Linked DNA regions of Mus musculus: region 1 is linked to region 2. A link is a contact called in public HiChIP or PLAC-seq data. All regions are on one chromosome and are shown on one strand. Each heading gives the region's core, a stretch centred on a gene start, on an enhancer-like site or on the middle of the called end of the contact. The rest is flanking DNA. Distances are from core to core; before and after follow the strand shown.

The links. HiChIP or PLAC-seq counts read pairs in DNA pulled down with a chosen protein or histone mark.
Region 1: a contact with region 2 is called in an H3K27ac HiChIP or PLAC-seq map of embryonic stem cells, with 3 times the contacts expected there. The contact joins two enhancer-like sites. A contact is called at or near these places in 1 of 39 promoter capture datasets (the 3T3-L1 cell line) and 4 of 115 datasets of contacts at active chromatin or transcription factors (the SCID.adh cell line, bone marrow-derived macrophages, embryonic stem cells and 1 more).

What each region holds. Positions count from the first base shown.
Region 1 is chr5:149,647,824-149,653,863 of GRCm38.p6, forward strand. No RefSeq gene overlaps it. Among named protein-coding and RNA genes, the nearest start is that of Gm20005, 9.6 kb to the left of the region's middle. Within about 2 kb of position 1,433, at least 48 of the 459 cell types and tissues checked have an H3K27ac peak or open chromatin away from gene starts, as enhancers often do. A contact at or near this core is called in embryonic stem cells, where this site is marked.
Region 2 is chr5:148,648,387-148,654,424 of GRCm38.p6, forward strand. No RefSeq gene overlaps it. Among named protein-coding and RNA genes, the nearest start is that of Gm36140, 17 kb to the left of the region's middle. Within about 2 kb of position 1,320, at least 16 of the 459 cell types and tissues checked have an H3K27ac peak or open chromatin away from gene starts, as enhancers often do. A contact at or near this core is called in embryonic stem cells, where this site is marked.

The DNA of each region.
Region 1 (6,040 bases), core at 183-2,682, 1.0 Mb after region 2:
TAGAGCACAGGAGGGTAAATAAATTGTGGAATTGAGCATCTTTATGCAGAGAGTCAGAGTCCCGGAGATGTGAATTTATTTTCTTTGCCACTCAGGGGAGCCAGAGACTCATGAACATCACACTCAAGCTGCCAAAGAGGCAGAGAAGCAGTGTTTCTCTTTGGACTTAGTCACTGGTGACAAAAACCCAAGCAAACAAAGAAACAGAAGCAAGATGCAACAATAACAACCACAGCAAAAAACAACGACAATAGGAATGGGCATTGATTGTTATGCCCAGAGGTTGGAGAGAACACTTGGTTTAGCCTCAGCCTTGTTTCCCCAGGGGCTCAGGGCTTGCTCAGTCTCTCTGTGTGTCCATTTCTTGGCTGAGGTATACTCTGCTGGTTTCATTCCGAGGAGCACCTGAGGAACATGAATTTTACAGCCTTGAAGACAGGGGCAAGCATGTGTCACCTGCTTCCCCTCGTGTCACAAGGACACCTGGTGCATGCACGGGTAGGAATGTTAACCTCAGAGGACCTCAGGAACCCTGCCAAATGGTTTGGAGTGGTGCCACAGAGAGAGAGAGAGAGAGAGAGAGAGAGAGAGAGAGAGAGAGAGAGATCCAGGGTTGTTGACTGGGTGAAGTGATAACATCTCAGTCCACTGCCTGAGTACCAAGCCTGTGTTTTCAGAACCTCTCAAGAGCCCTCATAAATAGACGCCTTCCATTGAGAAGGCAAGGCTGAATCCACCACAGGCTTCAAATAGCAAGCAGTTAAGGAGACTAGGTCTAAAAACCCACTTCATGCAGCTAGTCAGAAACTGCCCCACCACCTGGCCTGAAACAAGGATAATGGGTCAGGAGTTTCCAGCCAGCACCCACAACCCATTAACGGAATGTCCTTAGAGATAGTGCAAGACAAAGCCTACCTACTGGGGGATTCTCCTAAGGTGCTTTAAATGGGCCTTAGAGCTCACTTCAGGGTCTCTCTATCTTGGTAATGGGAGATCCCAGCATGCTGCACTTCTACAGAATGAAACACTCTTTTCATTTACATACTGTTTGAGTCCTGGGTATCATTCTTTGGCTAATGGTGGACCCTTCCACCATGATCAACCCCAGTTTACAGAGGAGAGTGAGGCCCTGCTGCACTCAAGGGTTTCCATAAGGAGTGTGTGTGAGGGGTGGAGTTAAGTTTGAGCTCTGAAGCCTTGGCTGGAACAAAAGGGGAGGAGGGGAGGGACAGGTTGGGTGAGGACCAGGGACAGGCAGGTGTGGGAGGTAGGAGGAAGCGCCTTGGAGGAATGGTTACCACCGTTTCTGGATAGGTAAATTTAAGAGACAGTGACATCTAGGTCCCGTTTGCGGCAGAGACCAGTGGCTGATAGTCGGCAACTTGTGGAGTTGAGATAGGACAAAGCTTCTTGAGTCTGGGTGGGGTCTCTCAAAGAACAAACAGTACTTCACCCTGGAGACAGCCAAGCTTTGGAGGCTGCTTTCACAAGATAAGTCCAGTCCCAGGAGGCTCGTTATCCACTGGGGGCTTTAGTCTTTTTACCCAATCTCTCTGGTAATGAGACCAAGCACAGTCCTTGTGTGTGTGTGTGTGTGGGGGGGGTGGATATTACACAGAGTTCCCAGTGGGGACAAGGACCTAACACAGATGGCTGAGCAGGAAGCAGGGATGGAGAAGCTGGAGTAGGTGGGAGAATGGTATTCACTGTTCTTAAGGGTTTGGTTTTAAGCTGTGAGCCCAAGGGCTCCGGAAAACGAGGGATTGTAACAAGAAAGCTGGTGCCCCAGTTTCTCCTTGAACGTAAGAGAATGTTCTAGGCACCTGTGCAGTGGGGAAGGAGATAACAGGGACCAGAGTGACCTGGCCACAGATGAAAGCTGCAGCCAAAAGAACCTTGGCCTCGCTCATAAAAATGTAATCAGTCTCTGACTTGACTCTTGTTCCTGCAGACTCATAGGCTGGCTCCATGGTAATTGCCTTTATGCTATTTGTACGCCCTGGCTTTCTTTTGATTTTACTTAAGAGTTCTGAAATATACACTGCTTCCATCGTCATTAAAAAAAAAAGACAAAGAAGAGGGAGTTGGATGACCTTTATAAATCGTATAGAGTCGACGGCTTTTAGATGGCACCGAGCACCCGCCCCTACCCCCACCCCCTCAGCCTCCGCCTGGCCTTGGCACAGCCACCTCTGTTAGTTTCTATGGAGAGGGAAGCAAGTCAAATAGCTCAGAACTGTTGCTTCCAATTGCAGTAAGGATGTCTTATATGGCGGTCCAGGGGTCCCACCTAGGTTAGCAGCAGACCTGGGGGGCTTCTTTTCCCTGCATTTATCACTCCCCTGTCTGCGATGCGCAGCCATCGAGTGTCCAGCAAGTGCCTGCTAAGTGGCAGACATTGTTTTGTGCACTGGCTCTCGAGTGGGAAACAGTGCAGACAAAGATGTCTGCCCTTGTGTGAATATTACAGAAAAAGAAGGAACGGCTTACATTGAGTGCTGTGCAGAAACTAAAGTGGAATGCTGGGGGAGGGGTGTGTGTGTGTGTGTGCACACGCAAGGGTGGGGGAGAGGTCACTGTGTGCACTCCTGCTTTAAATAAGGGGGTGCCCCATGAGCAGAGCCCCTGAGCAAGTGAGGGAATGACAGCCTGCTTTCTGGAGGAAGTCTTAGCAGTAGGGAAACACTCAGTAGCCCTGACTGACATGTTTTCTGTGTTTCTCAGTCTGCTCTGGACAGAGGCAACTGCAGCAGCGATAGATGGTGTACTTGATCCAATTTAAACTTACCCTTGTCTAGCTTATGAATGAATGAGACTCAGACTATGGTTATTTTATTTGGCTTTGACAATTACTGGGGTTTGGGGCAGGGGTGGGGGGACGGTTGTCACCCCTGTTCTGCTTTTCTAACTGCTGGCTACTTCCCCAGCGGTGCACCTGAAATACTTGCTGTTTCTCCTGGCCGTGTGCTCGTGGTCCATCTCCTCTTGTGGAAGCTTTTTCCTGTCTGTCTGTCTGTCTGTCTGTCTCTGTCTTCCTTTGTCTCTCTTTCTCTCTGTCTCTCTCATCCTTCTTTTCTCTCTCTCTTTTTTTTGTCTGTAACCTCCAACCAGGTAATTCCACCCCCCTCTAGTTCCCCTCCCCCCCAATACTTGTCTGTAGAAGTTGTGTTTTTCTTTTGTTTTTTTGTTTCTTTGTTTGTTTGTTTTTGCGGGGGATTTCAAGACAGTTTCTCTGTGTAGCCACAGCTGTCCTGGAACTCACTCTGTAGACCAGGCTGGCCTTGAACTCAGAAATCCGCCTGCCTCTGCCTCCCAAGTGCTGGGATTAAAGGCGTGCACCACCACCAACTGGCTTTTTTTTTTTTTTTTTTTTTAAGATTTATTTATTTATTTATTTATTTATTATATGTAAGTACATTGTAGCTGTCTTCAGACACACCAGAAGAGAGAGTCAGATCTTGTTACGGATGGCTGTGAGCCACCATGTGGTTGCTGGGATTTGAACTCTGGACTTTCGGAAGAGCAGTCAGGTGCTCTAACCCACTGAGCCATCTCACCAGCCCTTTTTTTTTTTTAAGGTTCATTTATTTATTTTATGTATCTGAGTACACTGTTCCTCTCTTTATGCATACTAGAAGAGACCATCGGATCTCATTATAGATGGCTATGAGCCACCATGTGGTTGCTGGGAATTGAACTCAGGACCTCTGGAAGAGCAGTCAGTGCTCTTAACCACTGAGCCATCTCTCCAGCCCAGAAGTTTTTATTTAACCTATAGTATTAAATTAAGAAACAAAGTTTGTACAACAAAAGCTGGTAACCATGAGAATTCATTCACTCTTAGGCAACTAGACCTGTGGGTACAGACTTTAGCATTACAATAAATAGCAACAGACCAAACCTCAACCAGAGGGTGGGCTAGCCAGGTACTTAGTGTCATCTAAGGCCAGTGAAGGCCCAAAAGGCCCCACCGTAAGATGTTTTATTTGCCCATGAGCAAAGCACCAAGCCATTGGAGGGTCTTGAGCAGAAATGTGACATGACATGTTTCTCAAAGGCTCCGATGCTGCAGAAAGTTCTTCTCTTGGTTTTTGTCTTTTCTTTTGTTTTGAGACAGGGTCTCTCCATGTATAGATGATTGGGACCTGGAACTCACTATGTAGACCAGGCTGGCCTGAAGAGCTTGGCCCGCCTCTGCCTCTCATGCCTGTGTCGGCCATCATGTCTGGCTTGCATAAATAAAGTCTTGAGGAGTATTGGCTCATAAAAACATAGTTTTTAGCCGGGCGTGGTGGCGCACGCCTTTAATCCCAGCACTCGGGAGGCAGAGGCAGGCGGATTTCTGAGTTCGAGGCCAGCCTGGTCTACAAAGTGAGCTCCAGGACAGCCAGGGCTATACAGAGAAACCCTGTCTCGAAAAACCAACCCCCCCCCCCAAAAAAAAAACATAGTTTTTGAGGGCTAGGAAGGTGGTTCATTCAGTTGAGGGCTTGCTGTGCAAGCATGGGGACTTAAGTTCAAATACCCAGCACCCACATAAAAACTAGGCATAGTGGCACATGTCTGCGGTCTGAGCACTGGGCAGGTAGAAGCAGCAGGATCCCTGGGGCTTGCTGGAGATGAAGACCACCCACGTCAATGAGCTTTACACTCTGTGAGAGATCTTGTCTCAAAAGATGAGTCAGGGAACAATGGCAGAAGACATCTGCTGCTTACCTCTGGCCTCCACACAATACCTACACACATACTTTATCTTAGTTACTGTTCTAAGACACCAGGACCAAGGCTACTTATAAAAGAAAGAGTCTGTTGAGGGCCTATAGTTTCAGAGCGTTAGAGTCCGTGACCATCACGGCAGGGAGCATGGTGGCCAGCAGAAGAGCTTATATTCAGATCCAGAAGCAGGAGGCAGGGCTCCTTGGGAGGGGTGTGTGTGGAGAGAGAATCTAACTAAGAATGATGTGGGCTTTGAGAGCCTGCCCCAGTTACATGCTTCCTGTAACCAGGGCACACCTCCTAATCTTTCCCCAATGTTTCCACCGACTGAGGATCAAGTATTCAAAAATATGAATCTGTTGGGGCCATTCTCATTCAAACCAACATACACACACACACACACACACACACACACACACACACACACACACTTAATGAGCCACAAGTGTGAATCATGCATATCACTCAAATTTTTTTTCTAAGGCTGGGTGTGATGGCACACACCTCTAAACTTTCACTCAGGAAGCAGAGGCTGGTAGATCTCTGTGTGTCCAAGTCCAGCCGTGTCTACAGAGTGAGTTCAGGCCAGCCAAGGGTACATGGAGAAACCCTGTGTCAAACAATGCAACAACATATAAAGCATCTTCACCAAGGCCCCTGCAAAGCCCAATTTATATTAGTTAAAGGAAAAAATAAATGTGAGAATAAGTATATTTGCGCTAACTTAATACATCTAAGTTGTTAACAGCTCAAAGCAATATAGGTTTTTCTAGTGAGAGTTTGTGTATCATTCTGAAGACATGATGTCATTGTGAAAGACCCACAACATGAGGACTCCCCCACGTTCTGACTCAGGAGAGGCGACACCCCAAATCACTCACGAGAAACGGTCTTGCTGCAAACTGCAAGAGGACTTTTAATTCAAGAGGGCTCTTGGGGCCACGGTTATACACCACGCAGGGGTAGAGGACCGTGGCACCCTGAGTAGCTGGGTAAGGGGGTATTTAAAAGAAGATGCCATAACTCAAGGAGGTGGGAAGGGCGTTGTTGGAAAATGCCAAAGATACCAGTTAAGAGTCACAAGGAAGTGCAAAGTCACAAAAGTCACAAGGAATACCTGGTAATTGTGCAGGTTATCTCTCAAGACAGTTTCTAATAGCCCCTAACAATAGCACATTTGCATAGTGGGTTCCAGCAATGGTCAGGGTGGGTCAGGGTGACTTTCTTTGAATGAACACTCTTTGAACCCAGGAAGTGGGTGGGTGGAGGAATGTCCCTATCTGTTTTATGATTAGCATAACTTGGAGCATTGAGTCACAAAGGT
Region 2 (6,038 bases), core at 70-2,569:
CCTTGGCAGACTTACTTCCCCCCCCCCCCCCTAAAAGCCACTGGATATTGTCAACAGAAGAATCCTGTAACTACCAGAGAAACCGGCACCCCTGAATACCGTCAATGGAAGGAGCCACCGGCTAGGGGATATGCTAACAATGTGAATCCAGGGAAGCCACTTCAGAGCACTCTGGTGTTAGCTCCTGTTTGCTAGGAAGCTCCTGGTCCCATTGGCAAGAGGGAACGTGCATCCGGAGTGATAGCATTAGCTGTGCCAATAGACACCTCTGAAATCCCAATCAATGGGTGGAGGTGTGGACTCTGCTTCTACTCTCAAAATTAGGGCTGAAGCCAGCAAACAAACAGACAGACAACAAACAAACAAACAAACAAAATCCTTTGGAATGATCTCAAATATCAGGCGCCGTCACAGGTACAGCTAATCCATGCTCAACATGTTTCCCAGAGGGGCGGGTTTCCAGGCTGCCTGCTAACATTAATTAGCTGTTACCTGAATGCAGGAGAGGAGGGTGTTCGCTGATCACAAGTATTTTTAATTAGTTGTAGGCACAGATGTTTTTCTACCTCCCCACCCCCCCGACTTAGACTTATTTCTTTAATCACAGGTGCTGAAGCATAAAACTTCAAGAGATGAATTTCTGTAGCTACCAGCAGTATCTTCTCCTTGCCACCTATTGGATCAGCGTAAATTTTCCCAAAAGACATGCTCCCCGAAGCCCTTGGAGTCTTGATTATAGCCTAGAAGCCCCCACGCCACCCCCTACAAAAAGCCCATGTGTTGAGGGCTTGATCTCAGGATGGCACTGTGCGGAGGGGTGGAATCTTTAGAAAGGGGCACGTGGGGGAGGGGCTTAGATCATTGAGGGTGTGTCTCTTTCTTTTGCCTCCTGGATGTGAGGCCCGAGGCTTTGCTCCACTGTTGCCAAGGCTGCAATGAGCTGCCTGGTCACGTGACAGGGCCAACCCAACCATGGGCTGGAACCCAAAGTTCCAGAACTGCGGCCCAAATAAACCTTTCTGCTTTGTCTGCTTGTTATCCACAGGCATTTGTTACAGCGATGTCCCAGCCCGCAGGGCACAGTCCTCAGTCAGTTGTTTCAATGGTGGTCTTAAGTTTTCCAACGCAACCCTGTGGGGATTACGCAAGATGCCTGCGAGGCTGAAATCTGCTTTCCTAACAGGGCTCTGTGCAACCTTTATCAGTCCGCCATTTATGTCTAGAAATGTCTGTCATCCACCTTCCTCAGGCTTGGCTCGCTTGTCTTTAAAAGACACCAGGACTGAGTGTGTTCCCAGACCCCTCCTGTTATGTGCCATCAGAGATGATTGCACACTCAAGAAGAGTCACTGAGGGATGGAGGAAGGCCACCCCACCCCTGCTTGACAAACTATCCCTGTGGTTTTTTTTTTTTTTTTTTTTTTTTTTTGGTTTTGGTTTTGGTTTTGGTTTTTCAAGACAGGGTTTCTCTGTATAGCCCTGGCTGTCCTGGAACTTACTTTGTAGACCAGGCTGGCCTCGAACTCAGAAATCCGCCTGCCTCTGCCTCCGGAGTGCTGGGATTAAAGGTGTGCGCCACCACGCCCGGCTATCCCTGTGTTCTTAGTTTCATCTTTGAGTGCTTTTATTACCTCCCTTTTCTGACTGGAAAAATCCTGTTTGTTTTTTCTTCAAGGCTCCGTTCAAATGCTATCTTCTCTCTTGAGCTTTTCCAGGCTACATTCTTGGCCACACACATGTTAGACAGACGGACACATCTGTCTGTCAGGGTCATTGTGCCTGTAAAGGGCTGGTAGAGCAGTCATTACCAAGCCATTTTGAGGTAGGTCATCTGCACCATGCAAGCCAGTGAGAGGACCCAGGACGCAGCCTGTGACATTTCTTCTTTTCTCTGGATCAGACAAACCATCTAGGAATCCGCTGGCTTTTGTCTAAAGTCGGTCATAAGATTTTCACGGGAGAGATGCTCAATATCTGGAGAGGAAGGGGTTACCCCCACCCTGAAGGCACAGGAATACAGAGAATGTAAACAGCTCTTGCTGAGTCCCTCCATATAACAGTCTACTCTTCATCAAATCTAAGTACCAAGACACAAGTTTCTCTGTTTCCTCGGGTCCTCATTTCTAAGGGTTTCCACGTCCTTTACGGCTCACCTTGTTTGCTTTCCTGTGTCAATCTGCCTTTTGTCAGAAGAACCTCAGTCATCATCTAGCTGCGGGACCATAGTGGCCTAGGTTTATGAAGGACACATCGAGGGAACTTCAACCCTGGGTATCTCAAACATGAGGGTGGCAGGACTTGGCTACCTCCCTACTCCTAATCTGGCACCATAAGGCCGGCTCCCCCACCATCAACCCTAGTAAGAATGTATTACGCTGACGGTTATCAGGCCTCACTTCTTGTTTGGCCGTACAAGGTTCCCCCTCCCTCCCATCCCCCACCCATCCCCTCCCAAGACCCTAGAGCTCCTGAGTATGTAGATGAAGCATCTTCTAACACCTATTCCCTGGCCAGTGGTACACAGCCACATAACCTTGCTCCAGAGACCCTGGCCACCTCCCCAGGGGCATAAATACCATGTTCTCCCTCCCGATAAATGAACCAGTTCACTTAAGCTGTTCCTGGGCGTGTTCATTGCCAGAGACTGAGATTCCGCACTACACTAGATACTACTACTGTGTATCTAGCTAAACTTTCCTCCTTCCAGTCCATCTCTGTGCCCAGTGGATCTGGCTACCACGGAGGGAGAAGGGGCCATGGGGCCGTACCCAGCAACCGATAAGGAAGCAGTAGTATTTTTCCCCTCGCATGCACTCGTTTTCTTAGCATCCCTGGGAGAGGAAGATGAAGGGTGGCTCAATTTCGCAAAGCCCTCCGGCTGACTCAAGAGCTCAGTGCTTTGTGAATGTGTTGCATGAACACTGCGCAAACTCTCACATCTAGTGTCACATCTGCTTTTACAAGGTGTCTGCATGAGAAGTGTTGGGGAGGTCTCACAGTCAGCCAGCCACCTACCTTCTGGATTCTAAAGAGCACTGTGAAGGTCAATTCTCAGAAGCCTACACCCTATGCGCGTCTCCTTCTGAGTGCAAATTAATATGTGTGTGCATGTGTGCTTGTGCTCTCACACACACACTGCTCTCTGAACTCTGAGCAGGGGTGTAGTAGGGAGAGCTACTGTACCTGAGGGCTGTACCGAGAGTGGAGTCATCTACCTCCATACCTGGGGGACCAGAGCAGGTAAGATGGTCTCAGGAGCCAGGCCATAATATTCCCAAATGGCAGAAACTCAAGGTGTACCCTGGATGGGTCACCCCCTTGAGAGGACCAGGGACAATAGTGAGGATATCTCAGTGGTCTGTAAGCTTGCCCAGGAGCTCTGAGCAGGGCTACAGAGGGCAGAGGGCTTTCTTCACTTCCCCAAAGCTCTAGTGTCCTATTGCTTGCAGTCCAGGACACAAGTACTCAGGGACAACCCACTCCTGTCAAGCCAGCCTTCTAAGCCTTCTTCCCCGGGGCAGGTAATTTCCATGCAGAGAACAGCTGGGAAGGAATTCCTCATTTCCTTCCCGTATTCAAGAGGCTTGGGCTTCCCCCAACAGAATTCCAACCCAGCTTTTAAATCAATGACTCCAAATGCATCTGGCCATGTAGAAAGCAAAATGAATAGACAGAGTACGCCTGTCCATCCACCATTCCTGCCGACAGGCAGGCAGCTTCTGGAGTGGGGAGGGGGCCACAGGATACCTCCCCTTGCAGCGTGCCTCCATCTCCACAGCAGGAAGGAGCAACCCAGTGGCCTTACATCTAGCTTTGAAGAGAGGAGGAGAAGCTCCACCCGCACCCTCCGGAGCTTACCAGGAAAGGAGCAAGCATCACCCTGTCTAGTACTCCTGGCCACCTGGCCACTCTTCCCAATCCCAGAATTCTTTGCAGGAGACGCAACGCTCCCTGCAAGTTAGGAAGGGCTTTTGGGAAATTCAGTGTCAGGAAGGGTAAAGGGGAGTTAACAGACAAGGCCATCAAGGACACAGAAGACCTGGGGACTGTTTTCAGCAGGGCGGCCCAGGAGTCGGGAGTAAATTACGGGTGCTGTTTTCCGTGGCCCACAAATGAACGGTGTGCCCTGTTGCTTGGTCTCTCTTAGACCGTCCCTGCTGCCCCACTGACCAGGTCCAGATAAAGAAGGCCTGGTCTCTGAGGGTCAGTGGTAGAGAGCTCACCCGTCCTGTGTGGTTCAAGCGTTTTTAAGGAGACACACACCTATTGCTGTGCCAGGGAGAGACAGAGGCTTCTGTGAAGAGAGGAACCTGGCACCTAGGTTCCCCTTTCCTTCCAGTGGCCACTGTGGTCTGTAGTCTTAAAGAGGCCAGATCCGTTTCTGAAGGAAGCAGTCTGTCTGTCTCTCCCACCCCTGTCCCTCCCTTCTTCCTTCCCTCCCATTCTCCTCCTCCTTCTTTCTGTCCCTCCTTCCCTCCCATGGTTCCTACCCTTTCCTCTATCCCTCCCCCCTCCCTCCCTCCCTCCCTCCCTCCCTCCCTCTGCATGTTTCCATCTCCTGACTCTGTCTGTGTTGCAGGGTTGACCCTCCCCCTGACCCCTTTCTCAAGCATCTCTCTTTCCTCAGTTCCTCTTCCGGATTTACTCAGCCACCACAGCCCTACCCCACCTCCAGGACTTTCTGCAAGCCCCCAGACTTCATGAACTCCTCAGCAACCGTCAGAGCCCTCAGGACTCTATGGCTGCCTTCTGCTGTTTCTCCTGACCTCTGCTCCCCATCTGGGAGGTAACCATTTGGACTGTGGAGTATTTAGGCCTCCTTTTATTGTTTGCTTGTTTGGCGGAATTTTTTTGGGGGGGAGGGCGCTCTGCCACTGAGCCTCAGCCCCTCTTCCTCCTGCTATGTGCTACAAACAGGTTCTCACTAAGTAGCTGAAGAAAGCCCTGGCCTTGGCCTCCTGCCCTGGGTTCCTGCCTCGGCCTCCTTGCAGCAGAATGCCTGCACTGTTTGCTTCTGCCTCTCTCTTGCCATTTCAGTCCTGTGGTCCTGCAGCTCAAGGTTTGTCTGGGCAGCTCAGCATCTCTCCCCAAAGTAGCCAAGGCTCTCAAAGGGAACCCTGGAGCCCCAGCCTTCTTGATCTTTCTCTTAGAGACCCTTTCCATGGTAGAGGATGTCCAGAGCGGGAGTGAACATAGATGACCTTGTGGACTTGTCTGCAGATTTCACTGACAGCCTGAAAGTTGTCCTTATGATCCAGAAGTGGGGGTCTCTGTACAGCTTCCTAGTGACTGGGGCGCTACAAAGAAAGACCAGAGGAGAGTGGAGGATGCTGGGTAAAGCACATAGTAGTAACTCGTTAAATATACTCAGGAATTAGGACACAGCTTCTTACCAAAATATATTTGAAGACCAGGTACGATGGCTAACACCTTCAATCCCAGCACAGAGGAAGCAGAGGCAAGTGGATCTTTGTGAGTTTGAGGGCAGCCAAGGAAAAAAAATAAGTCCCTGTCTCAAAAAAAAAAAAAAAATATATATATATATATACACACACACAAATAAGTTTATATATGTATATCTAATATATAAAGATATATGTTTATATATTTTTGTATATAAATATGTTTATATATAAATATATTTCAAACACACACAATATATATTTGAGGGGCTAGAGAGATGGCCAGAGGGGATGGCTCAGTGGTTAAGAGCACTTGCTCCTCTTCCAGAGGACCTGGGTTCAGTTCCCAACACCCATATCAGTTGGTTCATAACCACCTGTACTACAGCTCTAAGGGATCCAATACCCTCTTCTGCTCTCCTCAAGCATGTGTATACAAGGGGTGTGCACATACACCACACACACACACACACACACACAGAAATAAGAATAAATCTTTTAAAATATAATTAAAATCAGCTATTTTATAGTGAGAGTTAATTCTTTAATTTATAAGTATTAATTTAAAGAATAGATGTCCTGTGACATCTTCATACATGCATATAATGTACTTTAGCTATAGTAGTTAATTCTTTT